3 separate regions of the Bombyx mori genome follow, and all the other regions are linked to region 1. Evidence: chromatin contacts called from public Hi-C data. All regions are on one chromosome and are shown on one strand. The core of a region is the stretch at or near the end of the contact, and the rest is flanking DNA. Distances in the headings are between cores, read along the strand shown.

Region 1 (5,140 bases), core at 1,851-4,350:
ATCGATTTAACAATTACGTCTCTCATTTTTGTTGTCAAACGATATCGTCCGATGCACTAATCATTTCATAATATAATATGTGTATTCGATAACAAATATCTTTCAATAGGTACGTCATTATTGTTTTGTTAGTCGAAAACAAATGTTAACGTAATAATAATAAAATTCTGTTCTCGTCACTTGCGAAGCGGTCAATGACTTTGCCTAACTTGTAAGTGGAGAGACTCGGCACTTTCTAAAATAGCTATTCAGTGTCACCTTGACGCATACAACATAACGCTGTTGCGTCACGTATTTCATTAGCAACTCTTTAGTTTTTGATAGAACATGGACGTAATTAAAGCAACAAATGTTCCCTAGCTAACAGCTCCATACAGAGTATCTTAGTTTAAACAATTAATGTTTATTCGATCTCAACATTTAAAACAATCATTATTCGAACTCATAATTTATTTAAATCAATCATTATTCAATCTCATACTTTTAATTCTGTGCAGTAAAATGATGTGATTTAGCAGCTGACCTAACCTAACGATTACTATAAGCATACATTCTACCTTATGTATATAAACATAGTTTGGCATTAGTGCCGCATTCAATTATTATTTTTTAGAGTAAACAATGAATAACCATAACTAAACGTATCTATATACGTATAAATAAGTAAAGACAAAACAGTTGAGTACTATTTTCTCCTCCGTTTCTCAATCGAAACTATTAATGAAATAAATAATATGAATCGTGAGGAGGCAGTTATTAAGGTCGAATTTTGATAATTAAAAGTGTTCACTTGTCACGTGTGCACTAGTTACACTAAAACAGAATGTTCCATTATTTTTTTATTTTTTTCTCAGAAATAAAATCCTAGCAGAAGTGGATGTAAACAAATCTTCGTCGGCCATTTTTTTTTGCGCGATCGGTTTGTTTCGTCCAAGGTCAAGATAAGGACGGTATCGGCGGTCACGTGTACCGCACACAATGTTTGGTACACACACGATCGCCGCCGTTAACAGCCCAGGATGTTTGGCGCGCGCTAACTTCGCCTTTACAACCCATTAAACCATGTCGATGCAAATAAACAGTTAACTAACTAGCGTATTTTATTTTGTTGCAGAATTTGACGGTACCACGGTTCTGTGCCGCGTCTGTGGCGACAAGGCCAGTGGGTTCCACTACGGCGTCCACTCCTGCGAGGGCTGCAAGGTGAATAACATACCTTTATTTATTATTATATATTTTTCTCTTTAATGTTTCTTAATGAATCGTCACGTCACCACCACTCAATATCCTCGGTTATTACTATAATAGTCAGTGTTCTTAAATAACAATTTACATTAATCGTAAATTATATTGTGTAGAAAAGATGCGGGTGTAATCTGTGTTCTAGGAAGTCTACATGCGACAATTGGGTGGTACTCTGTGTGATCGCTTAATGTAGACTCGTAGACTCGATATTCGTGATAGGTACCTGGTATTGCAGTGCCAGCAGCAAGGCCGCGACACGCGGAAGACAATCTCCGTGCATTCATCGAACAAAGCTCGACCAGCTGACCTTATTTACTTATAGAGTAGAACAGATTTCACATCGACCCTGTTAAAATCGTAAGAACAAAAAAAAAACAAAAAAAAAACGTCGTGTGAACACAGAAAATTGACCTGGTACCTGTAGTCCTTGGCGGAGCGACCATGACGCCGCGCGGTCAGCCCCTACCGCTTCGATTAATAATACCTGTTCGAAAACGATCACACGGCAGGGATACGCTGTTTTAACAGGGATTATACGAATCATGCAATAAATAAAACGATTTATAAAGATACAGTATTAAAAAAAAACAAGAACTGCATATTCTGCAGACGGAAGTGCTGTTTTGAAATTATTAGAACACACGTGCCCTGGCTTCCTGAATTAAAAGGCATTGTGACACAATATGCACGTACTTCATATTTCTTCGATCCTTATATAACAACTAACAACTTGTGTTGTAGCGTCGCTTTTTCTATTGTTTGCCGGATTTCAACGTCAAATACTTCGTTGTTTTAAAAATGAAAAAAACAAAAAAACAACGTCAAGATTTAAAAAAAGAACATACGAATGTTTTAGTCAGAGACCCATCTCGGAGTCTGGTGTCGAAACGGTACATTTTAATGCATTTTATATCAAATATAGTTTTATTTTAAACTACTAGATATAATAATATATTCGCTATAAATGGTATTTGAATTTATTTTTACTAGCGAAGAATTCATTTCGAATTCGAAGAAGTCGAATAATGAAAAAAACTTGAAAAAAAAAAGAAAGGAATTTTATCATAATTTCTTTATTAGAATATAAAACCGGCTCGGTTTATTTCGGCAGTTTTTCCAAGGATCTCTGCCTTCCTCTTCTTCTCTGTAATATCTCTGTGACCATACCGTAATAGTAATTTGCCGAGAGTACAACAACTATGAAGCCGCGAAAGCAATGTTTCTTAAACTTTAAAGAGCAGTATGTATCCATTAGTCGGATTTTATACGTATTCCTATGATTTAACGAACAACCCTCCCAGAAATTTAATACGCTACTTCAATTATATCGGGACTGTATTAACGTATCGCGATGTAGTCAGACTTACGAACAAAGGTCGTTTTCATGAACTTGTTAATAGTCTGGGTTTAATGAGGCTACACACGTTGTCAGTTTCGCATAATGCCAGCGTCCAGTCCATCGCTACGTACAAGGATATTTGGTGCATTATTCAGTAGCGCCAAAAAATTTTACAACGAACTCTACGTATTAACTCGATATTTATATTCTGTATTATCAGATGACTTCAGTTAATCAAAAATTACAATTATTATGATCGGTTGCATTTTAGAATTAAAAAATAAATTACAAAACAGATCATACAAATCGAAAGTAACATGTTGGCGCGCAACAAAAAAAAACAAAAACAGTCTATAACGCCAGCTGTTGTTATGATTATGAAACTCGCTTGCGTAGTTCAGCTATCCAGCACTAGGTGGCGCTGGTCGTGAAGAAATACTAAAGTGCTGCCGCTAACACATGCGTGGCTACAAACATAAAGCTACATGAATGAACGATAGACCGCGCTCGTAGTTTACAGGCTGAATACGAGACGCGGGGCATTCGACCGTACGCAGCGGAGTCAACGAACTCTATTCTATTACGGCGTCTTCTAATTAATTAGGTATTTAGGGAAGGATTTGATTATTAAAGGTAACTAAATCGCGGTTAATTGTTTATATAATTTCCGATGGTACGTTAATCGGTAAACTACTTCTGTAGGCATTTTCATAAAAACACATTTTTTTTTATATTTCTTTAGACAATGTATTTTTGAGGATCATGAGCGAGTGTGAAGCATTTACATCCCGAAAGTTTGGATGTTAGACAGCTTTCTGAAAAAATTCAAAACGATAATTCAACACTATTCTTTTTTTTATCAGTGATGATAACTTTTAGAGAACAGTTTGTTAACGGCAAACAAAAGTATTTTTGTTCTTTTATGTTCAATTGAGATTCCGATGTTCTGCTAATATTTATAAACAACACTTAAAGGGCTAATTAATATTCAATTTAACACTAACGCTGTAGGGCGAGTTATAATTCATTTGATTGCTAGACGAGAACACTTAGCTTTAATGGCGGCTACCATAGTAGCACATTACGTCAAAATCTCAATCATACTCATTGGAATTTCCGTACCCTTCAAATGTTTTAATACCTGCCAGTATTACCAGCAACAATTGCCAGACAACGTTGAAACTCGTGTTGCCACGACAACACAGTCCGAAAAGTTCTTTGTTCCGAGTGACCGACATATTACGATTTCCGCACGTTGTGTTGTGGGTCGCTTATTTTTTCGACACAAATTGTAGAGTGCAGGGCGCGCGGCCAACGACCTCGGCTCGCTAACCGCCGCGCCCGTCACCTCTCCTCGCCGTAAACAACTTTTACGGGCACAGAATGTACGCGCAACGTGAACGTAACCTACATTATTTTTGAACTGTCAGCTTAAAAGTTCGTTGATCCCTGTGCGGTCATATTTATTGAGAACATCGCACGCTGACTCGGCTATAGCCTTTGTGATTTCCTCTTCACGCGCGCCCGCTGAACTTGATTCGACTGATAGTTATTAAAGTTAAATTAAAATTCTTGGTTTCTCGTATGTATGTATGTGCATGCTTCAACTTTTTGTTTCGAGTTTAATGTTAACGTGAAATTAAAATGAGTTTGATATTAATGAAAATCTATGATGATACATTATGCAACAAATGTTTTTATAAAATAAATACATACTTGTAAAATGTGTATAAAATAAAGACGATCTTAAAAACTATACTCAATCATCGAAACACTCAAACAGTGCCAACAATTAGTTAAATCTTTATAAATTCATTCAAACTTTTCAAAATATAATTAACTTTTGACATTATGGATACAGAAGTACTCAACGATTTAAATTCATAAAAACTTTGTTTAACATGCTTAATTATACAAACACCATTAATTTTTACATAACAACTTTCAGTATGCTGAGTAAGTAATTACTTACTCTTGTGATTTTACTAATATATTACATTTTTACATTCTTGAGTATTGTATATTATTAAATTTTGTAAAATAAATTCCTAGTAGAAGCCACTCGACTTCATACGTAAAGTGAACTGCACAAAGGAAATTACCTAATTATAATTGTTAGCTCATTCATTGATTAAGAATTCTAACGCACAAGCGTTGCACGCGTACATCGAACGATTACAAATTACGTTCTAAGGCTTACACGTTCGTTCTAAAAATAAAATAGCGACACGTGATCAGGAAATGAATCAGGATTCCGTATGAATCAGAGGCTTAGGCGCGTTATCGAACGAACATCTGCGACCACGTAACGGACTGTTAGCCGAAGCGGGGTCAACCGGCTGCTTCCACAGAATCGACGAACTTACAAGGAAAACAGCATTACGATTAAAAAAAAAAAAAAAAATTTAAACTATTTCACAGAATAATCATCACGGACGAGCGCCGCAACGAACTATAACTTTATGATGAAAATAAATAAAAAACGCTAAATTAATTCTTAAAAGTAATTAATTATGTATGCGACTCGCAAAAATGGAGGAAAACATTACGAACACA
Region 2 (5,140 bases), core at 1,726-4,225, 110 kb before region 1:
AATAATATTGGAATCTCACTTGCGTTGTTGGCTTATAATGGCTGTCCCAGTCTACAGATAACAAACTTTCCATAGTCAAACCTCAAGCGTAACGTGAGAGTAAACATTAAATACTCACGCTGAAGAGTTATCACTTGAGGTGAGTTGATAATAAGCCTTTGACAGGAGGAAAATAGATTTTTTTATCTGACGGGGTGGTGCAATAGCTCCCTTGACTTTTTGCATCGAGCGTCGTGTGTTCGATTCTCACAACGGGCATTTGTTCGGTTGTTTATTATCTATGTTTATCAGTCTCTGGTACCCATAACAAAGGGAGTCCTAAATTAAAAATAATCAAATTTGAAAAAGGTGATATTTTTTAATTTTGAATTTATTTACTACGACATAACGGTGTAAATGCAAGGCTAACTACGTCTGTCTGTAGTTGCATAGGCGCATGCGTATTGCGGTGGCATCAGTCGGTTTGTCTCCGCCACCCTGGCTCGTTTGTACCCCACTGCGATGCCCCGGTGCCCTTACCATGCCTTCAAACTTTCACTCCTAAATACGAGGCATCGTAGTTTCGATAAGTAGATACTGTGAAACTTAAGTTTGAGCTTATTAACAAAAACATTAACTTAGGCAATTGGTAGCGCTCTCTTTTTCGTTGTTTTATGAACATCCGATTTATTAATAATAAATTTTATAGATAAAATTAGAAAACTATATATCGATAATTCATTAACGAATAGAATCTAACAAATAGAAGAGAGGAAACATTAGAAAGTTTTTCAGGCAATTTTTCTCTGAAATAAATTGCATTGCAGAATTCTTAGATGCTTTTTTGTTAAAGTTGAGTTCATTGTAACTAGTGGCCAAATTTAAGTGAACTTTAGCAGAGGCGCGGTCGTCGACGGCCGGTGGCAGTGACCTCGGCGCACCCTGCTACTGCACCTCCCCCCCCCCCCCTCCTAGAAAAGCCTCGAATACCCTCTATTTTGCTTTAACCCACCCCAACACACCGGTCTGCTACATATATATTATACATATTTTAGAACAATGCAAAAATGCAAATATTAAGTATCTATTACAACACTGACTATTGATATCCGAATATAAGAAACGAATGACTGATTGAACGTGTAATACATTTATTTATTTATTGCTTAAACGTATGGACGAGCTCATGACTCATCTGGTGTTAAATGTTAGCGGAGCCTTTAGACATCAACAAAATAAATGCCGCTACCGATCTTGAGACGTGAGTAGTAAGTTTCAGGTAACATTACAACGACAACTTCACCGAAACACATTACTCCGTAATGGTAGAAATAGGCAGGGGATGGTATTAATCGACTCGGGCTCACAAGACGCGATACCAGTAATATTTTTCGTAACATTGTTTTATTTATTATACATTTTAATAATTGTTTAGTATGGCACGTAATTTGGAAAATAATTAAAGATTTTCCATTAACTTTTATTCAATTTGTTATCAAGCTTTCAAGCTACCGATCGAAACGTTTCGAACACATCACGGAGCCGATAATAAAATCGTGTACTATCTTAAATCGATAAACTCGCTCGAGTTTAGGCATATAAACGTTCACGCTTGTCCAGTAGATGTGTTATCTTCGAGATTGTAATCAGTTGGTATCAGTGATCGTGCCCCGATGTCCACGGAGGATCGATCGTCCATCTCTATCGGCCCTATGTCTTCGCGGAAGTGATAATGACTATCTATCTCCGAACTTAGTAGTGACCGAATTAGAATTGCGCAATGTAGTGAAAATAAACATTTGGAAATCTTTATTTTTTATAACTGCATACGTAGAGGTTGGGGGTAGTGGAATATTAACGTACCAAAACAGTATTAAATCCGTATATGTACGACATATTTTTATTTACGTTTCTTGAGTGCAAAAAAACCGCGTAAGCGTTCACGATAAGAAGTTCTAAAACATAGCACAGCTAATACGTAAATTTAGCAATTTTTTTACTCACAATACTAGTAAACTTTTTTTCTCGCCTTGATGTACACAGCAGCAGTCGTCGCTCATGCGGATAAAATACTTTAAGCTCATTTCAAACGCAATAGGAATGTTGGCAACTTGTGCACTATACGAAAAAACATAAAATCAAAGTCTCTGTCGTATTTAAGTTTTACCATCAACTAGCCAAGCCTCTAGTTCCGATAGCACGATTACTTTGAGGTAGAAATAAGAAGGGTCGTGAAACAGATTCGTGCATGCTCACAACGTTTAACTATAACAGAAGGCAAATGATTAAATTTTACGAATTCTTAACCTTGAACTTTTAGCATACATCGTCTTTTCGCATTAAAAGTGCACAATTTCTAAAAATATTCGAAATTGAGTTAATTTTCGGAATCATTTGGTATCACTAGTATTTTTTTCATAAATACTGTCAAAAGAGCGTAGTCTAGTTTTAGTATATATTTTTTGTAATTTACCTGTATTTTGATTACTATTAACAAAATTAATACGTAATTTTATCTTACTTTAAAGGACAGATAATGTAACTGGTAAAAACTAAAATGCTGCAAAGATTATTATTATTAAAAATATCATATGTTAAACCTTTAAAATACTCTCATGTCAAATTTAGTAAGTTTTGAGATTGTACAGTTTTGATGCGAGAAGACGACATGTTGAGTGTTGCAATTCAATGGCACAAAGCAGGTAGATAGGTAATTATAATGAAAATTTGGTGATGTATGTAGCGTGCCTCGAGTGCAGTGTACTCTGTCAAAGGTCAGAGTTAAGGTTAAAGTTTATGTCGGATGGGCGTTGCAGCCGCATCGACGACGACAGCGATGGGCGGGCGGTGCAGGGCCACCTGAGGGCGGGAGAGGGCGAGGGACGCACGCTGCAGATTCACTTTCGTCCGACTGCGGCCGCCCGCCACGCCAGTGAGAGAAAGTTGGCCGCGGCGAGCGAACGAGTCCCGCGAGTCGAGCGGCGCGCCGCGCACGCACGATACGCGCTACGAGTTACGAGTACCGACTGCTCTACTAGTGTTGCACCCTTGCGCACATGATGAGAACATAAACAAATGCACATTCATGAAATTCAATTTAATATTCCTTTATATTTGTTGAGGAAATTAATAACGTAATTTGTGAACGATTTTGATTGTTTTATTTAGAAAGTTTGTATTTCGAGTATTTTTAAGGCTGTTTTGATAAATATTTAAAGACTATGCAGTGTTATCCGAAGTTGTCACCTAAGCGTGAGCCTCCGGAAGGATTATACGAGATCGAGATGTTACCCGGGGCGCGAAGATTAGAACTGCCGGCTCCTCCGGGAAAGGAGTTCCGCGCGCCCGTGCTATTGGCAGGGCCCTCTCTTGCTCCGACGCACTCCGTCATTCAATGCATGCGACCACCACCGCCGCCACCGCCACCACCTCCACCACGTCTCCTCAAGCCTCCATCATTCGAAGAACCGTCGAGCTCCATCCCCGATTTAGGTGCGTATTTCTATTGTGTTTTCTTCTTATGGAATTTCATATTACGTAATTTGAAAATTACACATTTGTTCAAGTTGTCAAGATTCGATCAATTTACACGAATATAAATTTAATCTGCCTCAAAAGGCAAACCACGTCATTTATTTTGGGCAAGTCCATAAGCGTAGAGCACTTTAAAATTCTACAATAAGTTAAGCATTCAAATTCATTTATTAACTGTTAAAAGTAAAATTTAAAAAAGTTCCATTCATAACCAAAAACAAGATTAAAATTTTCCATTTTTTTTTTTTTTATTAGAGATATGGATACCATACTTAAGATTTTTTTCACTTAAATTTATCAAAGTAAAATAGCATAAACATGAATAGAGTTGTTGGAGAAAAAAAATAAAAACTAAGAAACACTCATTGGCATCGCGAACTAAAAAGTTTGTTTTGTATTTTGATGAGGCTGGTAGGTCCAAACAAATAATTGTATCGTATCGTCATTAGTCCTTGATAGATACTTATGTACCTACATACGTGTGCAAATTTTCAAGATAAACAGGCGTATTGAAGTTTGTTAAAATTATATTCAAAGATTTCGTTACATTTGTCAGAAGGATACAGGTCCAGCTAGTAAAAGCAGACAATACAGACAAATCATAGATGTAATATAACTCATAATAAATTATAACTCACACTTAAATCTCAAATTAAATTTACATTCAGTTTACCTGTTATTGAATTCCAATTAATAATTTTTTATACAAACGATAAGATGATGTAAATACATATTTTAATTTTCAAATGTATGCGCAATAATATTTTTTATACATTTACATACTACTACTTACTTACTTATTGTTAACATTACGTTTTTGTGATCACATAAATGTATATACAATTCATGGGAAATTGGCTTTTAACACAATATCGTACGCGTCAATGTTGAATGAATACATCCCTGGTGTATTTAGTATTTTTTTTCTGGTTCAATGTACTTATGTCCTTTTCTATCCCTGAAAACTAATCTGCATAATTTCATGTTAACCGGTTGGATAATTTACAACGAACGAACTTGAGAACGTAATAAACAAACGCACTCACTTTTGAAAACATACTTTATAAGGTAGTCAAGTGCACGAACCATCCGATGCTAAGTTTCCACCGTCGCTCATGAAAATCAGCAATGTCAAGGGCACAGCCAAACCACTGTTAACCACTGACGACTCTTTTAAGTCTCAGCTAAACGAATTTTGATTCAAAAACTAAAACTTATGACTCAAGTTTTATTTTTATTCATTCGCATCACTATACTACGTGAAACTTTTGCAATAGATGTAAAGGATGACAATAGGTAGAGCATTGGATGCCTCTGGCTTCTGGCCTTTTGTAGCACATGTTGATACACATGCTCACGTTCCACTTGGTGTTAATTGGAACCTATGGTCATCACAACGAGAATGCCGCGATCTTGAAACATAAGATCGAAGTCCCCACTGCATTTTTATTTATTTATTTAACTTAATGCACAGAAGTACAATGGCGGACTTAATGCCTGAGGCATTCTCTACCAGTCAACCAAGGGTTATGTAGAGAATCCTGTGGTAGGTGCATAACTTAATGTGAAAATAACCAAACTGATAATAATAATACTTCATATATATACAAACACATACACGGTACAT
Region 3 (5,140 bases), core at 1,757-4,256, 78 kb before region 1:
TATTGGTCAACATCGATTTATCGTGTACTAGCGACCCGCCCTCGCTACGCTTCGGAAACATTAAAACAAACATGAAACCGAAAAAAAAAAAAAAAAAAAAAAAAGTAGCCTATGTTCATCAGGGACAATGTCGGCTTCTAATGGAAAAATAATTTTTCAAATCGGTCCAGTAGTTTCGGAGCCTATTCGAAACAAACAAACAAACAAATCTTTCCTCTTTATAATATTAGTATAGATATAGATAAATTTATTTTGAAGATGAAGTTATTAATAATAACTCCTTTGCCATTTAATCTCGACTAACCGTTTTTAATGATCACGAAAGTTGAAAATAAAGTGTAATATTATTTTTTGTATACAACGTCAACTCACAAATGTCCTCCGTGATGAAAACTTTATTTTTTAATGTAGGTATTAAAAGAAAATATTATTATAAAATAATACATCAGAACATCACACTTAATATCGAAGGAATTATTTAAAGGTCAACCAAAACTGATCTAGAATCTAGAGAAAGCATGAGTAAGTTATATTTGTTACAATCATTACATTTATCTTCTTAAAAAATCTTATGCTTACATATTATTAATACACATAATATACTCGTATTCGTGAAGCACAAATAAAGATTCAATTCATAAATGCATTACACGTAAAACGTGAATATTTTATTTTGATATGATTCTGCTAATTTATCTATGAACATTTATTTGCCTTTACTGAATACACAAAACTCAGTAACTATAGCGCTTTCCACGGCAGAAAACACATGCAACAGCCCGCTGAGTTTCTCGACGGATCTTCTCAGCGGGTCGCGATTTCGATCCGGTAGTAGAGTCATTCGCGAAGCAACTGCTCTTGAGTTGTTAGGTCTCCTTTGGAGGCACTCGGGCAGCTGTTAGCAAATCTCACTTCTCCAGACTGAGTTTTTGCTCTCCTGCCTGTCCTGGGGAAACTAGAAAGGCCTCCGGGCCACCAGTAATTCTTCATTCATAAAAAAAGGACAAATATGACAAATTACTGGGTAGGTTATTATTATCATAGTCTTTAAGGAGTCGCTTACTACTGTAGTAAATGTACTAAAAACCGCGAGTTGAAAAGGAAGGAGTAGTGGAAGATTTAAGGATAGAGTGAAGAGTCTATAAAACCGCTAATAATAAATAATAAGAACGGTGTAAGACACAAATAGCCATGGTCGCGAAAATAGAAGACCAAATTCTGAAAATGTTAAAAAGACAGTTAAATGCGTGAAAAGGTCACAGTATTCAGGTAAAACCATAACTATATTTAATTATTGGAAAAATAAAGCAACAAGTTGTACAAGCCATACAAAGCACGAAGAATATATCAGAAACTTTATCATACCCGGGCTGTGTCGATTTTACTTAAAGGTCGAGGATTTTACTAGACAACCAAGATGTATTGCCAAAGACGAAGGAATACCATGTAAGTACCGGACTGGACGTGAATCCACAGTCTCCACATTTATGAAGATGAAGTAAATAATAAATATCTCCAAATTATGTTATGATCATCAGTGTTAAATCAAAGCTAATTTTTAGTTAAACAAGACCTATGTACGTACCTATGTCATAACTACTTTATAATTTCAATATTAAATTTAAATAATGAGCTTTTTCTTACCAAGAACTAAAATACTTTCTCAAAAAAAGGACTGTAGTTCCTACATTCTAATAAACGCTATATATCCTAAACACACGTAAGTACCTACTGGACTTTATTATTCCAAATACATTATATTACTCAAATTATCCAACGGCATGGAAATATTCGCAAAGTCAACGCAGGCAATTAAAGGTGTAAATCTGGAAAATATCGTTTCTTGTTTGTATACGTAATTTAAGTCTGGGCAGCGCTCCGCTATTATGTTTGCATGAGCATGTGTTTTGTGGCATTGAACACTAATAATAATCGGTGAACTTGACATTGGGAGCGGAGGCTCGTCATCGCAGCAAGATTCACCTTCGCGCTTGCACATCGTTACGACTCGTTGGAGAGACAAGGATGAGCGATATTATCTTTTTGTATTCACGAGTGTTTGTAGGTCAGTCATGTATTTGTTCCGGACGATAGTCCGAAAGTCGGCTGGAGGTTACATTACGTGCCTAGTTATTTACGTCAGGACTGAGCAAATCAGCAAATATGTTTTGCCAAGATACACAATTAAAATTGATTTAAAAAAATCAAATGTAACTACACTTCCGAGAAACAAATTATGTATTTTAGAAAATATATTATTATGTGGGTATGTTTTTAAAGAAATTTTTTTTGAGAATCAAAGAAGATATGATAGGTATTTAACAGTTTCATCTATTTATTTATATAATATGGAATATTTAATCGTTTTACTCTATGAAAATTGCGGACAAAATTCTAATTTATTCCATTGGTTTTTTAACAAAATTGAGATCAGCGTACTCTAGCAGCCATTTTGAAACCTTTTTGTACGCAAGGAATCTGCAGACCATCGTCATGTTGGAAGAGTTCGCTAGATGGCGCTATGCCAGTGTAACTTTCTTTTTGAGTTTCACATAATAAAATATAGGTGGCATTGCTTGTTAAGAAGTTCAATCAGCTTTTTACTCGTATACTGAAATTTAAAATAAGATTTTTACTTACCTTACAATTTTTTTATATTACCATGTATTAATAATATATTATATTACCAAAACGAATATTTAATTAAGTATCTATCCAATTACCTACCTTTATAAATAATATTTTTTGTGTTTATATTGCATGGCGCGATATTTAAATAATACAAACAAACACAGTAAGATCTCTTTTTACTTTACATAATACCTATTAAATAATTACTGATAGTGAATTCAACATATTATTATGTTTTTAATTTTGTCATTAATGTGTGGTTATCAGTCTAAAAATATTTGGTTGGAAACTTCGCGATTCATCACATTGTCATGTTCTGTAGAGTGTAGACTAAGCGCTGCCGGACGGTGATTTTGCGACTGTACTACGTCAGCGATCAGTTCTTTAGCACGTTCCACGTAACAAAATGCGTCACTCGGTCGTCGCTCCCTTTAAAACAAATGAGTGAGATCATTTTGTTTATTACATTGCCCATTATGGTTTGACCTATTTTTATATGTTTATAGCCTTGTGCTGTGAATAGCAAATAGAATTAGTTAACAAAGTTTTTGTAGAAGTACATTTACGATAGCTTCACTGGTTAGTTATTGATTGGCGAGCCGGATTTAATTATTCTGTAGTATTATTATTTTATAATAGTATTATTGGTATTCGCTGTTACTATTTATAATATACTATTCAATAAATGGTTTATCGCACTATATAAACTACTAATCTATAATATCATCAAGTATTAGATTTTAAGTATTTGGGTCTTAGTGTATTTTTTTATAATTGCATGTTGTTTCTGATACTGATGATATACTGGTGGTAAAGTGCTTATGCAATTGGAATAACCGTCTTGTCTATAGTATTATTCTACGTTCTCTATTTTGTGAAGCAGTATTGCATTCCGGCCGTACGTACAGCCGTTCTCCTCTTCTTTTTCTCCACCTTATCCCATTAGGTGGGGTCGGCACAGTTAATTTTTCTCTTCCATTCTTTTCTTCTATGAGCCTTCATTGACACACTCCATCCATGTCTTCGGTCGACCTCTTCCTCCTCTACCTTGCACTACATTTCCATACATCTCCTAGTCACATGCATCTTCTCTCTACGCATCACAATATGTCCATACCACATACGTACAGCCGTTAAACTAAACAAATAAGATTTCGTGTCTCAAAGTAGGGGCGGGACTCGCTCTTTGATGACTACGGGTCCCTGTAATGGCTCAACACCAACTGAGCGCGTCCACCCGTCTAAGCAAACAACAACAAAACAATTTAATACGAAACATCATAAACTGAAAGTCAGTATTTTCCACTCACTTTTTGGATATTTTTAAAATTGGAGTTGATTGCAAATGACGCCCGCCTGTCTTAAATAGTTACGGAATCCACAGACACCGTAACAAGAATGCTGCTATACGCCTACCATGAGACATCTTGAGGCAGAAGTCGATCTCTCAATGATATCGGTATGGCTATTATTAGAGAACAGAGTAGTTGGATGTAGGTGATAATTTAATGACTCATTATGAATCTCTGCCTCTCTCTTTCTAGGTTAAAAAAACAAAAACTTATGCACAATTAATATTTTAAATACTATATATTACTTGCCAACAAAAAACTCCTCATTAAAAAATAAACCACATTTATTTGAGGTTAAGTTTCTGCTACTCGACGCTAGATGGCTCTGCTCTCCTGTTTGAGCGCTACAAATATAATCTGATAATATTAAAATTATTAATGTAAAAACTCCTTTTGTGGTGCGGTATAGCGGGAAGGTTTTTTGCTTCAGCATAAGTTGTTTTGCGTGTATTGGTAACGACCCCGTTTTGCTTTTGTCATTGCCATAGACCACGAGAGACAATGACCACATTACATCAGGTGGCCTGCAAGCTCGTTTGCCTTGGACCCAAAAAAACTGATACGTGTAAATGTGACGCATTTCTAACTTTTTATACAACATAATTTATGTAAATTTACATTTCATGTGTATTTTACAATAACCATTCAGCATTATCGTGTACCATCAATGATTTTTTTTATTGTTTCGTAATAACGAAAGCACAGTGAAATTCATGATAGAAGAACAAAAAAAATGTGGTTTCTCAATAGAACGGTTGTTGTTTTAAAGGCGTCTTCCATACATTATCTAGGTAAGTTAATCCAAAAGACCTTCAGGTGTAATATCGATATGACAGGAGCGTAATAAAATAAAGCAGTTTGCCGGAGAAGGGCGATATCGTAACTGTAGGCAGCGATAGCAAGCGGCCGCCGCGCAACCTTGCAGAGTTTGTTGCTCCCGGCGGGCGCGGGAGGGGCGCGGGCGGCGGGCTTGCGGGCGCGGGACGAGGCTCATCTGACCTCCAATGACACGGTCTAACTGCGCGAAACCACAGTTTTAACCAAACAGCATGCATTATCATAATTAATTTAAAACATAATTGCATGCCGTAAATATGTTTGCGTTTCATGTTTCAATGGTCTTGATAATTTAAACAGGCGATTCAATGACCAAGCAC

The links. Hi-C and Micro-C count contacts between places; a contact is called where the count stands out from the background.
Region 2: a contact with region 1 is called in a Hi-C map of whole pupa, with 1.7 times the contacts expected there. The contact joins the promoter of E75 here to the enhancer-like site in region 1. A contact is called at or near these places in 2 of 7 Hi-C or Micro-C datasets (posterior silk gland and whole pupa).
Region 3: a contact with region 1 is called in a Hi-C map of posterior silk gland, with 1.8 times the contacts expected there. The contact joins two enhancer-like sites. A contact is called at or near these places in 3 of 7 Hi-C or Micro-C datasets (posterior silk gland and whole pupa).

The regions. Positions count from the first base shown.
Region 1 is chr10:7,852,206-7,857,345 of ASM3026992v2, reverse strand. E75 (nuclear hormone receptor E75) reads left to right here. Exons shown (of 5, transcript NM_001043577.1): 2 at 1,115-1,203. Among protein-coding and RNA genes, the nearest start is that of LOC134199506, 16 kb to the right of the region's middle. Within about 2 kb of position 3,100, at least 8 of the 8 cell types and tissues checked have open chromatin away from gene starts, as enhancers often do.
Region 2 is chr10:7,966,768-7,971,907 of ASM3026992v2, reverse strand. It overlaps E75 (nuclear hormone receptor E75), which reads left to right and starts at 2,975. Exons shown (of 5, transcript NM_001043577.1): 1 at 2,975-3,471. The coding sequence starts at 3,201.
Region 3 is chr10:7,930,202-7,935,341 of ASM3026992v2, reverse strand. The region is part of intron 1 of E75 (nuclear hormone receptor E75); the gene reads left to right. Among protein-coding and RNA genes, the nearest start is that of E75, 36 kb to the left of the region's middle. Within about 2 kb of position 3,006, at least 8 of the 8 cell types and tissues checked have open chromatin away from gene starts, as enhancers often do.